Linked DNA regions of Gasterosteus aculeatus: region 2 is linked to region 1. The links are chromatin contacts, called in public Hi-C maps. All regions are on one chromosome and are shown on one strand. Each heading gives the region's core, a stretch centred on a gene start, on an enhancer-like site or on the middle of the called end of the contact. The rest is flanking DNA. Distances are from core to core; before and after follow the strand shown.

The links. A called contact is a pair of places that touch in the nucleus more often than the background predicts.
Region 2: a Hi-C map of skeletal muscle shows a contact between it and region 1, with 4 times the contacts expected there. The contact joins two enhancer-like sites. A contact is called at or near these places in 3 of 6 Hi-C or Micro-C datasets (skeletal muscle and whole body).

Annotation. Positions count from the first base shown.
Region 1 is chr1:17,406,548-17,413,963 of fGasAcu3.hap1.1, forward strand. caln1 (calneuron 1) reads right to left here. Exons shown (of 6, transcript XM_040186145.2): 6 at 547-3,176. The coding sequence ends at 3,049. Among protein-coding and RNA genes, the nearest start is that of galnt17, 18 kb to the left of the region's middle. Within about 2 kb of position 3,699, at least 1 of the 9 cell types and tissues checked has open chromatin away from gene starts, as enhancers often do.
Region 2 is chr1:17,496,238-17,503,653 of fGasAcu3.hap1.1, forward strand. tyw1 (tRNA-yW synthesizing protein 1 homolog (S. cerevisiae)) reads right to left here. Exons shown (of 17, transcript XM_040170933.2): 9 at 3,501-3,633; 10 at 218-270; 11 at 1-114. Among protein-coding and RNA genes, the nearest start is that of tyw1, 10 kb to the right of the region's middle. Within about 2 kb of position 2,689, at least 1 of the 9 cell types and tissues checked has open chromatin away from gene starts, as enhancers often do.

The DNA.
Region 1 (7,416 bases), core at 2,449-4,948:
AAAGCAAGTCACACAGTCAGAGCAGATATGATAAAAAACCAGGAAATAGCATGAAAAGACAACAGTGTTAAATTAAAATAAAATACATGAAAAGTGTTACAGTGTTTCAAAAAGGTCACAGTAGTATGTCATAACAAATACTGGAATAGCATGTCAAACAAGCAGGGAATACAATCTAGTATAGCATGACATGAATGATGATAATATAGTATTTTAATAAAGTAATAACAACATTAAAGTACAGGCTCACTGAAGACACTCTTTCATTGATGTAGAAAACAGCTATCGGTCTGGATGAACTTCTGGGTTCTGAGCTCTCGTTGCTCTGAACTGACGCTAAATACTGATCCTCAGCTGGACTTGATCGGTGAGACGGTGATTGATACATCAGGGAGTGGTAGTGTGAGTCTGTGGAGCGTGTTACATTTACTGAAAGCCATTCCTTGAGCCCATCAAAAGGTGTTTTTGATTCAGTTTAAACTACGTTGGGGTGTAACTGTCTTAAGGATGAACATTGGTCCAGTGTAAAATAAAACAAAGCACCTCTTAAAAAAAACAGTTTTATTGCATCAACGCTTAATTATATATGACTTTTGTATATTTACAATTTCATAATTCTTATGCCTGTAATAAATATCACAACTAAAAGTATTTTTCTAGTCTAAATGTTTAAATATTCTACATGCAAAGTATGTATAGTGTGTGCTTGTCAAATACATTTGCTATTTTATTAGCTATGTACATATCAATCCAATCATCACGCTACTGAAGAGGCGCCGTGAAAGAAAACTCTTTACATGCGGGAGGGACAGTTTGATTTCAGCAGAACTGTAACCACAGTTACTGCAACTCAAAGAACAAATTGACAATAAAACACTTTTCCAGATAACCACTACATGCAAGCAGCGACTAGCTGTGAATTCTGACACTACTGTAAGATGACAGAAGCACTACAAAATGAGTATAACCTTCACAGATTAAAAGAAACATTCAAAACAGAACCAGTGTGATCTACATGTTTTTTCTTTAGCTATTCATCAGTGAACCGAAACCCTTTACAGATTCAAAAGGACTTTTGAAACTCATACATAGAATCCTCATATGCAAGATCAAACACTGTCATAACCTTCCCGTAGTGGAGACACACACGCACACACACTCAAGCTGCAGGGGGAAAACAGCGACCCTCTTCACCTCTAGATGGCACTCCTACACAAACCGACGGCCCTCCTTTACATTTCACTGCAATGGATGATGGGCACAGTGCATAAAATAACAAAACAAAATAAAAAGACAAGAGTAATAGAATACTATACAACGTTTTTCTTCTAAATTGATCTTGTGTGTGTCCATCCAGTAGCCACGTGAGACCGCGTTGTGTCTTTTCCGGTTCACGTGGTGGTTCTATGGCTTCGGCACAAGAGCTTCGACGTGTTTGTGATGTGCCGATCTCCTTCCACGCAGACATACTGTACACCTCGGGCAGACACTATGACTCACTAACTAAAGACGGACTTGATCGCATGCGTTTGACGACAGGGGCGACCACATGTTGAGACGAGTCAGTGCAGGAGTTCAGAGCTCGAGCGGTGGCTTGATGCCCTTCAGGGCCGTGGGAAAGTGCTTCAATCCCGCTCAGTTTTCACAGAATTGTCATGTTTCAAAATTCCTCATCTGTAGTCTACAAACCTATAATCCCACGACGGGAAACTAGTATGGGAAACATTTATTGGGGTAAATTTACTTGAAAAAGCTTAAGGCGATTCAACTTTTTACAGAACTAAGTTCTAATTCAATTAACTAATTGTGATTTAAAGACAAAAGAAAATCCACCCTCTTGTGTGATGTGTCTTATTCATTTCCACACACAAAAAATCTTTCAAAGAGATCAATTAAAGCTTAAAAACGTAATTTACTGACGGGATCAAAAGAAGCTGCTAGACACATTTACATTGAGAGTAAAAGGTTCAGCTGTGGGTTGATGAACTTCGTCTCACTTCCCTCCTCCCTTTGTCCTCCAGTACAATCAAAAGGCATTCGTGGAAAAGCAGGAAATCAATAAGAAGTACACAATGCGGACTGACAATGAGCTAAATCCAATCCCCTGGCAATAAAACCTGTGGTGGGCTGAACTCCACAGACCACACTACATCTACAGTTCGATGGGAGCATGGATTTTATTTTGGGAGGATGGATTTTATTTTGTCTTTTTTAATATCACGCAAACAATTGTTGTCACCCAAACAGCGTTCAGACTACCAGAGCTCCGGTGTTCTTTCTCGAATGTTCCAAGGCCCGAAACGCAAGCCCGCGGTTACTGCTTCACCTTTGTGTCGGCTCCACCGCCCGGTGTGTGGAGCCGACGAGCCGCGGCACCTTATTCAAGCCCACAGACGCCGGCGTGGAAAATAGAAAGTCTGAGAGCTGAAGCACGGTGGCACCACGAGCGCCGCAGGAGCTGTGGCCCGACGGCGTGTACGGATCCTTCCGCTTGAGTGGTGGCGAGGTCTGTCATCATGCTCCCAGGAACTATAATAAGGGGCAGTTGTTTCCTTTCAGGGCCCCTGCAGCCTTCATCAGACTCTTGGTGGGTGACAGATTCACAGCCATGTCTCGCCTGCGGGGAAGGTGGGCAGCTCTGAACTCCTGCACTCAATCAGATTTCTTTTTTTTTGTGTGTAATTTTTTTTTTTGTATTGCATCAGGGAAACAGACAGCGTTATTATGTGTAATGTCAGCCCTTGAGTGTCCCTGTCAGGGTAAAGGGTGTGGAGGGGGGAGGGGAGGGGGGGGGGGTCCTGCGTGACTCCTCGCGCTGGCTTCATGGTTTTGTAGCACGTCGGGTGGAGAGGTGCCTCTCGTTTGGAAGAAAGTCAAAATAATCTTTCTAGTTTATTTTGTCTCGCTTTCTTTAATTGTAATTCCTTGTAGTTCTTTGCCTATCGAACGGGGAATAGGCCTCACCCACTGGCATGCACATGCAGGCTGGCTCACCCCCCCCCCCACCCCTCCCAGCACCCCCAGCACCCACGCTCCCAGTGGGCGCTGCTACTCCATGCCGTTCCTCAGCATCTGATTGGCCGCGATGAGCATGACGCTGATGATGAACGCCATGGCAAAGGCGCAGATGAGGCTTTTCCTCACGCACGTCTGACGGTTCTTCTTGGAAGGGTGAACTGGAAGAGAAACGAGGGGACAAACGTAAGGCGCCAGTTTAAAAGATGCAGACATCTCCGCCGCTGACTTCATTCTGAATGCGTTATTATCACCTGCACTCAGAGGAAAAAATGCCACCAAGCACATTAGGCGTGACAGTGTTCACTCCTTCATGAAGTCTGTAGATTTATTAATGGTGGAGAATGTGTAACGCAGCAGTGAACAACATAGTCTTTAGTGATTTAGACCTCTCTGTCTAGACAACAAGCTGCCAAACCTTTGCACAGCAGACATCCATCAACTCAAGTTACTCTCTGCTTGAGCCTCGTGCCAAACGGCAAAGTACAACATTCTCCACAGAGTCTGCGGCCCAAGGAAATGCAGTCGGGTTTCGAGCTCCCGAGATGGTTGCCGGGCAGAACCAACAACTCTGCTCTAGATAGCAGCTGAATGAGCAGCGGGTTACCGGGGAAGTGATCGGCGCAGAGGGACACCGAGGTGAGCGTCACAGCTCACAGGCCCAGACGGCTTTCACAGCGCGAAGCCGTCTGGGCTGGAAGCGCCGGCGCGGTGCAGAATGGGAAGGGCCCACTCAGCCCTGTGAAAGCAGTGGTATAATGCATCCGTACACACTGGAAACAGGCGTTTGAGGATTCATGGATAATTGAGTTGAATTATTACAAACAGCCAAACAAAGGAGACAAAGCATTTCTGTGGTCAGTATGGACGACATCTGAACCTTATTAACGTGCATTCATGGACATCAGAAGCAGGTAGGATTTAATAAATTCAAGCTGCCTTATGGAAAATGTAGCATTGCACACATTTGGAGCGAGACCCATGATTGGAATTAAGGGGGGACCCCAAATAAGCATTTGTCTTTAACCAGCATAATGCATCATGCATAGTGCAGCATATGTTCATATGTTCACAGCTGGAATTTACTGTGCATCTGTGAATCTCAGTCAAAGAAAAAAACAACTTTTATTGATGCATGTGGAGCAGTGACACAATGACAAAATTAGCTTTTAACGTGCCCTTTTTTATGAGCGGTAGTCTGTAGAAGTGCGGCTCCACTGGTCTTTTAGGTATCTAGCTGGCTGGCATCAATGCTGTGTAGTGCCTTTGAGTGCAGTGTTTACCCGGGGGGGCGCCCACTCTCTGCCCCCTGTTGAAAGCGTGCAGACAGAGAGCGCGCGCTGCAATGTTGAGCCTGGGAGACGATTTCTTTATATTCCTTTTCTAACTAATTTCGTCATTATTTTATCTCCATAGAAGTTTTTTAGGTTTTTTTTTTCCCGTGTCAGGTCTGGGAACATTGGATGTTGAATGCGTACAAATGGGAAACTGATTTTGGACATATATAAAATGAGTCGAATATTGAATTGAAGATATTATAATATGAGGATGTTATAATTAGAATGTATTAGATGGTAATGATTATATCATGTGGGCCATATTATGTTTGGTTGAAGAAGCTTTAGGTCAAAGGTGGAATCATTCAGTGCTTTGTGTGATATTGATTAGGTGAGTGACGGAGTTCCAGGTTCAGCCACCAGATGGAGCCAGTGAGGAAGGTAATAAAATAGCTGGGTGTAGCCGCACGGAGGCAGAGACGTTTGGTTATGCAGCCAATCACACAAGGCTGTGAAATAATAAAAACACTCGCACGAGATACAAAAACTGTACCAGAGGTGAGACAGAGGCTTCCGGAACTCCTTACTTGACCGTCTGACGCTCTCTCGGCTTTGCACCACGGGCCGGGGCGAAGGAAAAAGTACGCTGAGCCTTTCTTCTGGAGAGGTTTGGACTCCATAATAGTTACATAAGTCAGGGTGTCAATGGAAAGTGCATGCGTTCAGCTGCTGTAGCCGGGCTGTGGAGATGGGAGGAGGGTTGTGGTCCAGACATCCGTTCTCAGTCCAGCCTCATAAAACACCTCCTCGGCCGCCAAAATAACTAAGGCCCTGCCAAATGTCCACAGAGGACAGTGGACCACTGTGGACATGAAGGTAATGAACTGCACACTGGTTTCCAAGCCGCTGACGTACGGCTGCCATATATGTTACGACCCCCGGGTGGTCCAGGGGTGAGGGGACCGTAAACATATGAGCAGAACCTGGTCGGTTGTAAAAGGTACTGTTTATTGGGAACCAGAGGTAGATAGGCAGGTAACAACAAACAAAAGGAGGGTGGATGAGGGTGCTGGGAAAAAGACAAAGTTAAATAAAAGAGATCCCCAAAAGGAGGACTATGCCCGAATATATATTTAAACAAACGGTAGGCTCTTACCAAAAAACACAAAGAGCACAGCACCCACTACACCTATGAAGCTAACAGGCACAAAAACTACGTGTGGTGAATGAGTATCGACTCTTGCCCTAACTCCCCCCTTTTGCCAGCCCCGTGCTGGTAAAAACACACGAGAATCAAAACGCAGTACTTCGCTCAGTTGCACACAAATACACGCACTTGAGCTTCAAAATCAGATGACCTTTAGGTGAAAAATGTGTTGGTATCGAGATTGATTAAAAAAAGGTGCGATGAAAGTTTAATGTCTTTCCTCTGGACGCTTAGAAGAGGAGCTGGTCAGGTTGGATACTGAGGTTTGGGAACTAGGATCTTCAGAAATAATTACCAAATTTTAGGGTCCTCGGTTTAAGGGATATTCAGTTTAGTTTTAGTAACGTCAGAAACAAAGAATCTAGTTCCCAACCATCCAGTTAATGGTTTTTAACTGCCACATTCTAAATACTTTTTCTAATTCCTAATTTACCAGCAGCACTTTATTACGGAAAACAAATCCCTGTGGTTTCCAAGACCCATTGCTCCGAAAATACCAATCATGCTTGCAACAAACTAATGGACATAGGTAATTACTACGTACAATGATGTCATCAGACCTTTCTTGCAATTTTACTTCTCCTACTGAGGCCTGAACCGCCTCAATCTGGCTTTGCCTTTTTAAAGATGACGGTCTGTTGGAAAATTGGACTTTTTCAACCGCACAGCCTTTTTTAGTCCATTAACAGTTACTAAATAATGGGAAATGGGAACTTCCCAACGTTAAATGAATCACCTCGTGTGTTCGGGAAGGTTTTAATGCACTCAGAACAGCAGCAGCGAATTTTGTTTGTAAATGAAAAAGAGATGGAGGTGCACATCAACACCGTGCAAAAAACGAACATTTGGCGTACTCTTCATTCTGTGCACCTGCATGACAGCTGTGACATTTATGGATCAAAGTTGATTTCCACACTTGCGTCCAGCTGCCAGGTGCTCCCCAGACAGCTGCCGCTCTGGCATGTTTCTCTACACTTTTGCTTAAATTCATTAAGTAATTTATCAGTGCATGATGAACCTCTTTGGATGAGCGGTTGGATCTCGTATTCTGCTGTTTTTCAGCACCGCAACATATTGATTCCAGGGTGAGTTGAAGCCAGAGGGGAATCAAGGGCCTCACACAGCAATAAGCAATAATAACCAGAGTAGAATGATGAACGGCGCTCAGCAGGAATCTCACTATGACAAAATGTATTGATTTCTCCACGGCTGAACACCTTTCGGTGTTCCTTTGTGCAGCAGGTAGTGCTCTGGGACTCTGGCTGGGATGAGATTGCTTCGTGTGACCCTGCTGTGGTTCTTCTGCATTGTCATAAACCAATAGAAACAGCACGTCATCACTCCACACCAGTTTATACGACCCTGATGAAGCGTCGGCTCAATCCGTGCCCATCGACATTGACACCAGTCGAGAACAAGAGAACAAACTAAAGGAATGCATAATAAAGGAGTTATTATAATAATAATAAAGGGGCCCTGCTTAACTATGCCGTCTTCAGGACCTTTGGGAACTGGGAAGGTTATGACTCTGGCCTCTGACCAGCTGATGCTTCCTAACATGCTGCCGTGCACATATGCTGTTAATACGGAGCCGCCCTGCACACAACGGGGAGCCAGACGTTCTAGAAGTTACTATGTGCCATTCAACTGTAATTGCTTCATGTAAAGTAAAGTGCCTTTCAGTCTCTTTGAGTTTCAAAGGAATTCGTTCTGTCAAGACCTCAAAGAAGGCTGACTCACTCAATAGCAATTCAGACAAGGCGCATGAGAGCAAATATACTTGCTCAAATTGCATTGAAATAGAATTTCTTTGAAAGAAATAATTACGTTTCCCATTTTGGCGGTAAGAGAGTGAAAAAGTCCTGAAATACCCCCCTTCACCCCCGCCCCCTCCCTCCTCCGTCCTCCACCCCCGCT
Region 2 (7,416 bases), core at 1,439-3,938, 89 kb after region 1:
GCAGAAGACACACTTGTTGGCACAGGCGAGGCTGGGGGTGGTCTCCATGCAGCGGTGGGACTCGATGCCGTAGAACGTGTGCTTGTAACAGCCGCCTCTCCCTCGCAGCATGGACTGATGGACAGGAAACAAAACCGTTGGTGGCTTTCATGCATTTGGTTGAAAAAATTAAAAAACGCAGCAAACCGCTCGGCGTGTGGAGTCAGCGTCCCGTTACCTTGGTCCATCGGCACAGCTTCACTCCGGAGTGACTGCCGATGAGTTTGTACCCTGTGGGAGAGATGGAAGAAAGAAGGACCAGTGAACACCTCGCCGACCCAGAGCCTCGTGGGCCAAAGATTCAGCCGACAATTAACACATTTCACATTTTAACATGAACTCGTGATGCAGCTCAAGGGCACGTCAGCAGCAGGGAGGACAGCATGGCGTGTCCTTTTAAAGTACCCCCCCAGGTGTGCCTGGCCACGCGCGGTGTCTCGGCTCCGGTTTCTTCCACACGGCCTCCTCTGTGATGTTTATCAAAGAGAAAAGCTTCACCTGGAACGCTTAATCTGCTTATTAAATATGGGAGCATGCTGAGGGGACGGCGTCCAGGGGAATCAAGCAGAGCATGAAAGACCCAAACGGTTCCAGTCAAGTCAAGCAGCAAAGGAACAGAGTTGACTCAGGTGGGAGCGCGGCTTATTTTCACACCTTTTACCGTTACATCCCTGTGGCTGATCCACCTAATCAAAAGGATATTCGTGTGGCGGTTTGATGATAGATGAGTGAAATACTCAATTATTCATCAAGGCCGAGTGGTGAAAATATTCATTTGTGATACACCAGCTGAATGAGCAATTCTACCTTTCATCGCTGGTGTTATTTTGGGAATTAGAACTACCTCACACACAAACTCTTTTTCGGTTTGTGGTGCATTTCCTCTTTGGGTCGAAAAACGTTGGTGACCCGCGGCAAATTGTACATCTCCCCGACTAAGCCTGCTCGCAGCGGCTGCAAGACACGTTGAAAAATACAAACTCCTGAGCGAACACGGCTGTGGAAACCAAGGTGTGGAACTGGACCGCAGGCGGCTTCGTTAAGCATCGTCTCTCCTGTGTGTTTGTTTGGGGGAAAATTGATTTCCAATGCGCCCGTCGATGAGGCAACGGGAGAGGCTTGGGCCAAGGTGAGGGGGATGAAAGACGAAGATAAATAACGTACCATCTCCCCTTTCAATGTTGTCGCTGAGAATACGACGTCTGCTGAAAACTTTTGGCAAGATATCAATATTTAAGAAAAAAGGAGGTGGGGGGGGGCTGGAGGGGATCAGGTTCACCAGGAGGCACCGTAACAGCCGGTGTGGAAAAAGGAGTTTCTGTTTTCCATAGAAGACAGTAAAGCCAGACATAATTAGACTCCGAGCATGCAAGGTTGTAGATCTCTGGAGACAGAAGAGTGCCACACGAAAGGCCCACAAAGAGGTAGTGCAGGGGCACTACCAGTGGGACAAAGCGCTCGTGTGTGTGTGTGTGTGTGTGTGCGCGCACGCGCTGGGAGACAGAACCGGGGGCAGCGTGATCGGGTCAACGGACAAGAATGAGGGAACCAAGCCGGCGTCAACACACATGAAAGGGTGAAGGATGAGGAACAAAACAATGAAAAAGCCCCAGAACACCACAGAAGGGTTAAAACGGCATCCAAAAAAAAGAAAGCCACTACATTCAGATTAGTTCATCTTTTGAGTGCAGGTGTTTGTTTTTTTGTCATATTTAAAGATATTCCAATGTGTTCCTGGGACGTGGCGGATGGACAGCGGCAAAGATAATCCCGCTGAAACGGATTGAAAGGCCGTTTGTTACTCATCAGCTTCCATCGACTGCATTAGTGACCAGCTGCTCGCGACCCTCTTTCCAGAGGACCTCAATTCGCCACTTAGACAAGGTAAGCTGCTGCTCGAAACAGCTGCGGAATAGAAGCGAGTCCTTACCCGCCGGCGTTCCATTGCTTTTGAACAATACGCAGTACACAGCGACCCGTTTTTTGGCAACTCAGTAAACAATTCAGACTTTGATGCTCTGTCCTCCACTCCGAGCTGCCCGAGGGAAACAGAACGAGCAGGGAGGGACTGCGTTTCATCAAAGAGGGGGACATCTAATTTGTTTGGAGAGGTCTGCAGCTTCGTTTTGTCTCACAGGGACTAGTTTCCCCCACTCCTCCAAAAAAAAGTGATCAAAACGAGGAGATCACATGTCTTTAAATCATTAAACCGAACCAGCCAAAGAGTAGACCGGTCAGTGTATGCAGGTGACCCCTTTGCCAGGATGGACTGCATGGTGTTCATTACATTAGAATGACTGGGACAATGCACATTTCTGTTAACCGAGGAGTCAGTTCCATTTATTAGCCAGTGGCGGAAAATAGTTTAAAACTGACAAACATTTTGTTTGTTGCCATTATCTCTGACCAGGAAAGAAAAAGCCATACGGGAAAAACAGCCCAATATCACAAAAACAAAAGCCAACGCTTTCATCACTCATTCTTTTATTGCACATGAGACAAACCGTCGAACCGAGGCCCGCTGGTTGCCAACATGAAGCAACATTTGGTCCGATGGAGAGAGGTCTCGCTCACAGAGTTCTATTTATAGAGAGTAAGGCGAGCCGGCCGTGGGGCTGAACTGGTGACCAGAGTAGAGATAGTGAAACGCTTCAGACTGAACTAATGAGACTCGAACGCCTGCACAGAAAACACGTGGACACACTTCATGTGGCTTCACTTACTAAGACACAAAAGGTGCAATGTCATGAATGCTGAGCCACACTCAACACTTCAGATGACTACAATACACCTAAACTTTTCAAACAGGTGACTGTGTTTTAAAGGTTTTTACATTATTTCCACCACATAATCTCAATCCAATCTAACTTCTACTATAAACAGAATGGGTTGAGTGATATTGCCTGTAGGTTTGGTTATCAGTGTGCGTGTGTAACCAGAGTTCTGTGAGTTAATGCCTCCATGAAACAAGCAAAACTAATTGTTTTGGGCCTGATCCATAACACTCCATTCCAGTAAGAGGTGACTAAAGTACGGACCACCACACAACGTCAGATCGCTTTCTCCCACCAGCGTATTAGCAAGAAAATAATTCTCAGCCTTGGCTGTCCAACCGCTCTCATAAGCAGTAAATATTCTCTGCAAAAATGTATCTACATGAACTTCCCTCCTGGATATTTGTGTAAGATTTAATCGTAACATCTGAAAAACTGGCATGACTCCTAACTCGTGTTTTGAAATGAATTACAACTTTGCTACCTTTTTACTGTGGAGTGCAGCTAGATAATATAAATATATTACACCGTATCTGGTGACCTCAGCGGATGTTCTTTTGTAAATGGCCAAAAGGTTATTCACTGCTGTCAAATAGTCACACTCACATACAACTCATTATTTGCATTTCCTGGAAACTCTACTTAAAGAACAACACAATAAAAAATGCAAACCTCTATTTTCCTCACCTTGTTTGGTCAGAGCTTCTCTCAGGGCAGGGGTGATCATCTCTCTTCTTTCCCCCTCATCTTCAATCGTCTTCACTCCGTTCACTTTAGACAGCTTCACCATCTGGCTCTGGTCTCCTTGACCCGCTTTGCTCTGTGGAGACACAAAACTCGTTATATTCCCGTGACGGCATCGCAACCGGCACGAATAATCATAACTGAATAAACTGTGAACCTGAAGAACAAAAGAATGTGTTTCAGCAAACTAAAAAATAGGAGATATGTTGTTTAAATATGCAAATGAGGCATTATCTTGTGCTTATATGCAAACTTTCAGCGAACCTGGGGGAAATCAACAGGACCAAATAGACAAAGCGGTTAAATAAACAGTTAAATGTGTATTTCGGATGCTTTCTTTCCACCAGTCCGGAAAAAAATATGATAACGAAGCAAAATGACTGTAGTGTCTCGTCTTGACTGACAAGAACCGTAGTTCCTATCCACCTTTGTCACGCATAACAAAAACATTGAGGAATCCCCGGTGAACCAGCCTTACCTCACCTGTAGGGGAAAAAATGAATACAGTGGTAGTCGTGAAACGTTACAATCAGCAGCGACAGAGAGCGCTGATGGAAAAAAGAGATCACAAGAGAACACGGCTCAGTACAGTGATCCTTTTTAACTGTGACAGTAGAAACAGCGTCTTTAAACAACCCGTCAGAATATGTTGCATCTTGCTTGCCACATGATTTGATGCTCACCACTTTCAAGTCGAAAGGAGCTCCACCAAAGTGTTTGATGTAGGATTTGACTGAAGATCAAGGGTTGAGATTATCCCGTCCTTGTGTAACTTCATGTGCCACATAACCACTGAATGACACAATACGTGAACAAACGGGACATCGCCCTTTGGGTATCTGAGTCAGGATCAAGTCTTCATGTCACAGTTACATCATTGCAGTATGAGGCATTTACACGGAAATATTACTTCACTAGGCTAAAGAAGTTCAACCTGCCAAAAACAATGATCATGTACTTCTACCCCGCCATCGCCATCTGGTACACTGCAGCCACTGCCAAGGACCAGGGTAGACTAAAGAACACCATTCACTCTGTTGAGAAGGTGATTGGCTGCAATCTGCATCCAGTCCACAACCAGTAAGTCCCGCAGAGAGATTGTATCCGCCCCCGAGTCCACGGCCAAGACCGCACACCCCTATGTCATCAAAGTAGGCCTTGACACAAAGGTTTGGGTACCACTGGTTCAGGGGATACTTGGAAAGAAGAAAAAAACACTCAAACCGATGCTGTGGACCAGACTCGATCCCAGTTAGCAGTCACTCAACCAAGCAGTCTGTGTGGGGAAGCGTCTGCCTGCATCACCAGAAGGGTGTTGCTCAAACAGCAGGGATCGAAACATGGGGGCGAGGGGGGGATTCTGTAGCCTGAAACACAAACCTCCCAATAGGGGATTCTGACAGCAGACGTGAAGTGAGCGGTGCAACAAGCTGCTCCCGCGTTATTGGTGTGCAGCGCTCGACCCCCTCCACCTCCCGGCCAGTCGCCTGGGTTTTAATGCTGAAAGACTTATTCCCAATAAACTAAAGCGCAAATGTCCGATAAAAGATTTTACATGATTCTGTAGGGGGGGGGGGAAACTTGTGAATCTGTCGGTTAAATCCACTCATCAATTAGCGAAAAAAATGCAGAGGAGAGTTACCAAACCCATTTAGTGGATCAAGGACAGCAATAAAATCAATAACAAACGGTACATTTCTTAAACAGCGAGTGTGTGCTAGAGCGTCCGCGTACCCTCAGTTTATCTGGACTTGTTGGGACTCACCGCGGACGTACGGGTTCTGTTGGGTTTCTGCAAGCTGCCACTTAACCACAAAAGGCTCTTTGAGTTCATATCTGTATTCATTATGCAATTTAATTAAAATAATAAGTGTATCAAATTAAACAAGTTAAATCATGTGGAAAAGGCAAAGTCAGTATCGTGCCTGGAGGACGGTATAACTGAAATATTATGTTATCAGTACCTGACTAAGAAGCTACTTTAATTGTCAGATATTTAGCATAAAATTAGCTTACAAGACTCCCATCATTTTACACTGGATGAGGCCCTTTCAGTCAGTAGTTCATCTCGGCTTCCTCCCTCTGGACACGGAGCTGAACACATGAAAACCGAAGAAGCGCCTGGTGGCTCGGCTGATGATCCGATCCAATAACTCTCATCTGGCAGCAGGAAGTGGAGCACTCTGGCAGAAACAGACACCTAATGGGGCAACGTAAGAAATGATGCTGGTCGGCACTTGGCGTAGGCCGAGTACAAATGCAGCCACAGACTGCGAGCGACTGGTTGAGAAATAGGAAATATGTAACAAATATGTACCCTTGTCATGTTTAGCAGTAACACGGTAACAGGGTCATGCTCATACCTGATCAAGTTAAAGAACTCACTTAATTGTTTTCTGAAATTTCAACATTTAATGCCAGACTTATTGAAGTAAATCTTAAGAGGATACATTTTATCTGTGTCTGTAAGGAGGTTAAGAAGATGGAGACGGGACTGAAGGAACTAAGTCTCAGAGCCTTGTGATTGGATATGAATAAATGCGTGCAGTAAATAGAAATATGAGGTTTGCGGCAACACTCATATTTTCATGCATTCTGTGTGTAACACGCAAACAAATATAATGCATTATGGCCATTTACAAGAAGCAACTGAGCCAACTTCTAAACTACTGAATTTGATAAGAGATCTGAATAACGCAGCCGAGTAGGGAACGCATAGTACTTTCTGAAAGCTAGAATGCAGTGAAGCTCAGCAACACACACACACACACACACGCACAAGCACACACACGCGTCGAATCCTCCAATGGGTTTTTTTCTGAGAACCTTTTTTAAAAAAGGTTTTCGCTATAATTCGGCCAGAGCAAAGTGAATGAGCATTAAACATTTGCCCGCCGTTCCCGCATCACTTCAAAACTACTTTAATGAGTAAATAAGACATACTGAAAGCATAACGGTATGTTCAATATTTCAGACTAAATGAGACCACATCAATGTATTTAGTCACAGTTAAACCCCATTGGCATCCCATTTATTTTCTCTCATCAGTAAAACAGATAAAATGCACGGTAGCCATTCAACTATCCATTCCATCCGTCTTCAGCAGCTTAACCTTCATACAGGGTCACGGGGGGGGGGGGGGGGGGGGGGGGGGTTACACCCTGGATTGGACACCAGTCAATCACAGAACCCACACAGATGCAAACAACCATTCACACTCAGTCACATCCACACACCGACGGGCAATTTAGAGTCACCAATCAACCTGATCCCCAGAACACGTCTGGAGGGAACCGGAGCACCCGGAGTGAACCCACACAGACAGAACATGCAGACTCCACACAGAAAGGCCGCTGGGTGGAGTCAAACCAAGAACCTTCTAGCTGGGAGGCGACAGTGCTAACCATATAACATATAATTCATATTCGATTTAATGCTTCACATCAAACATCCAGGCTCCCTCGTATGCCTCAAAGCTGAACTTCAGATATGAAAGACTACAGAGGACGGTTTTCTGACGACCCTAAAACAATAATTACTATAAAGACATAGTGACGGAAAAGAACACTAAACTGGCAATCACGAATCATACTGATGTGTAAATGATATTGCATTACACTCCAAACCCTCAGCGAGAAATGATCATGGCCAACGGACTCAACGAGACGGCAGCGAGGCGTTGAAGTGAGACGTGAGTCTCTGCCATCACCTAGTGGTCAAACACAAACAAAGAGCACCTACCTGCAGCTCCACAGTAACACACATCATAACCAGCCTGCATTAGAAATAAGCAGAAGACCCTGCAACAGTCCGCTCATTAAGGGTAAATTAATCTGTAAATTAGCTCACTAACATATTG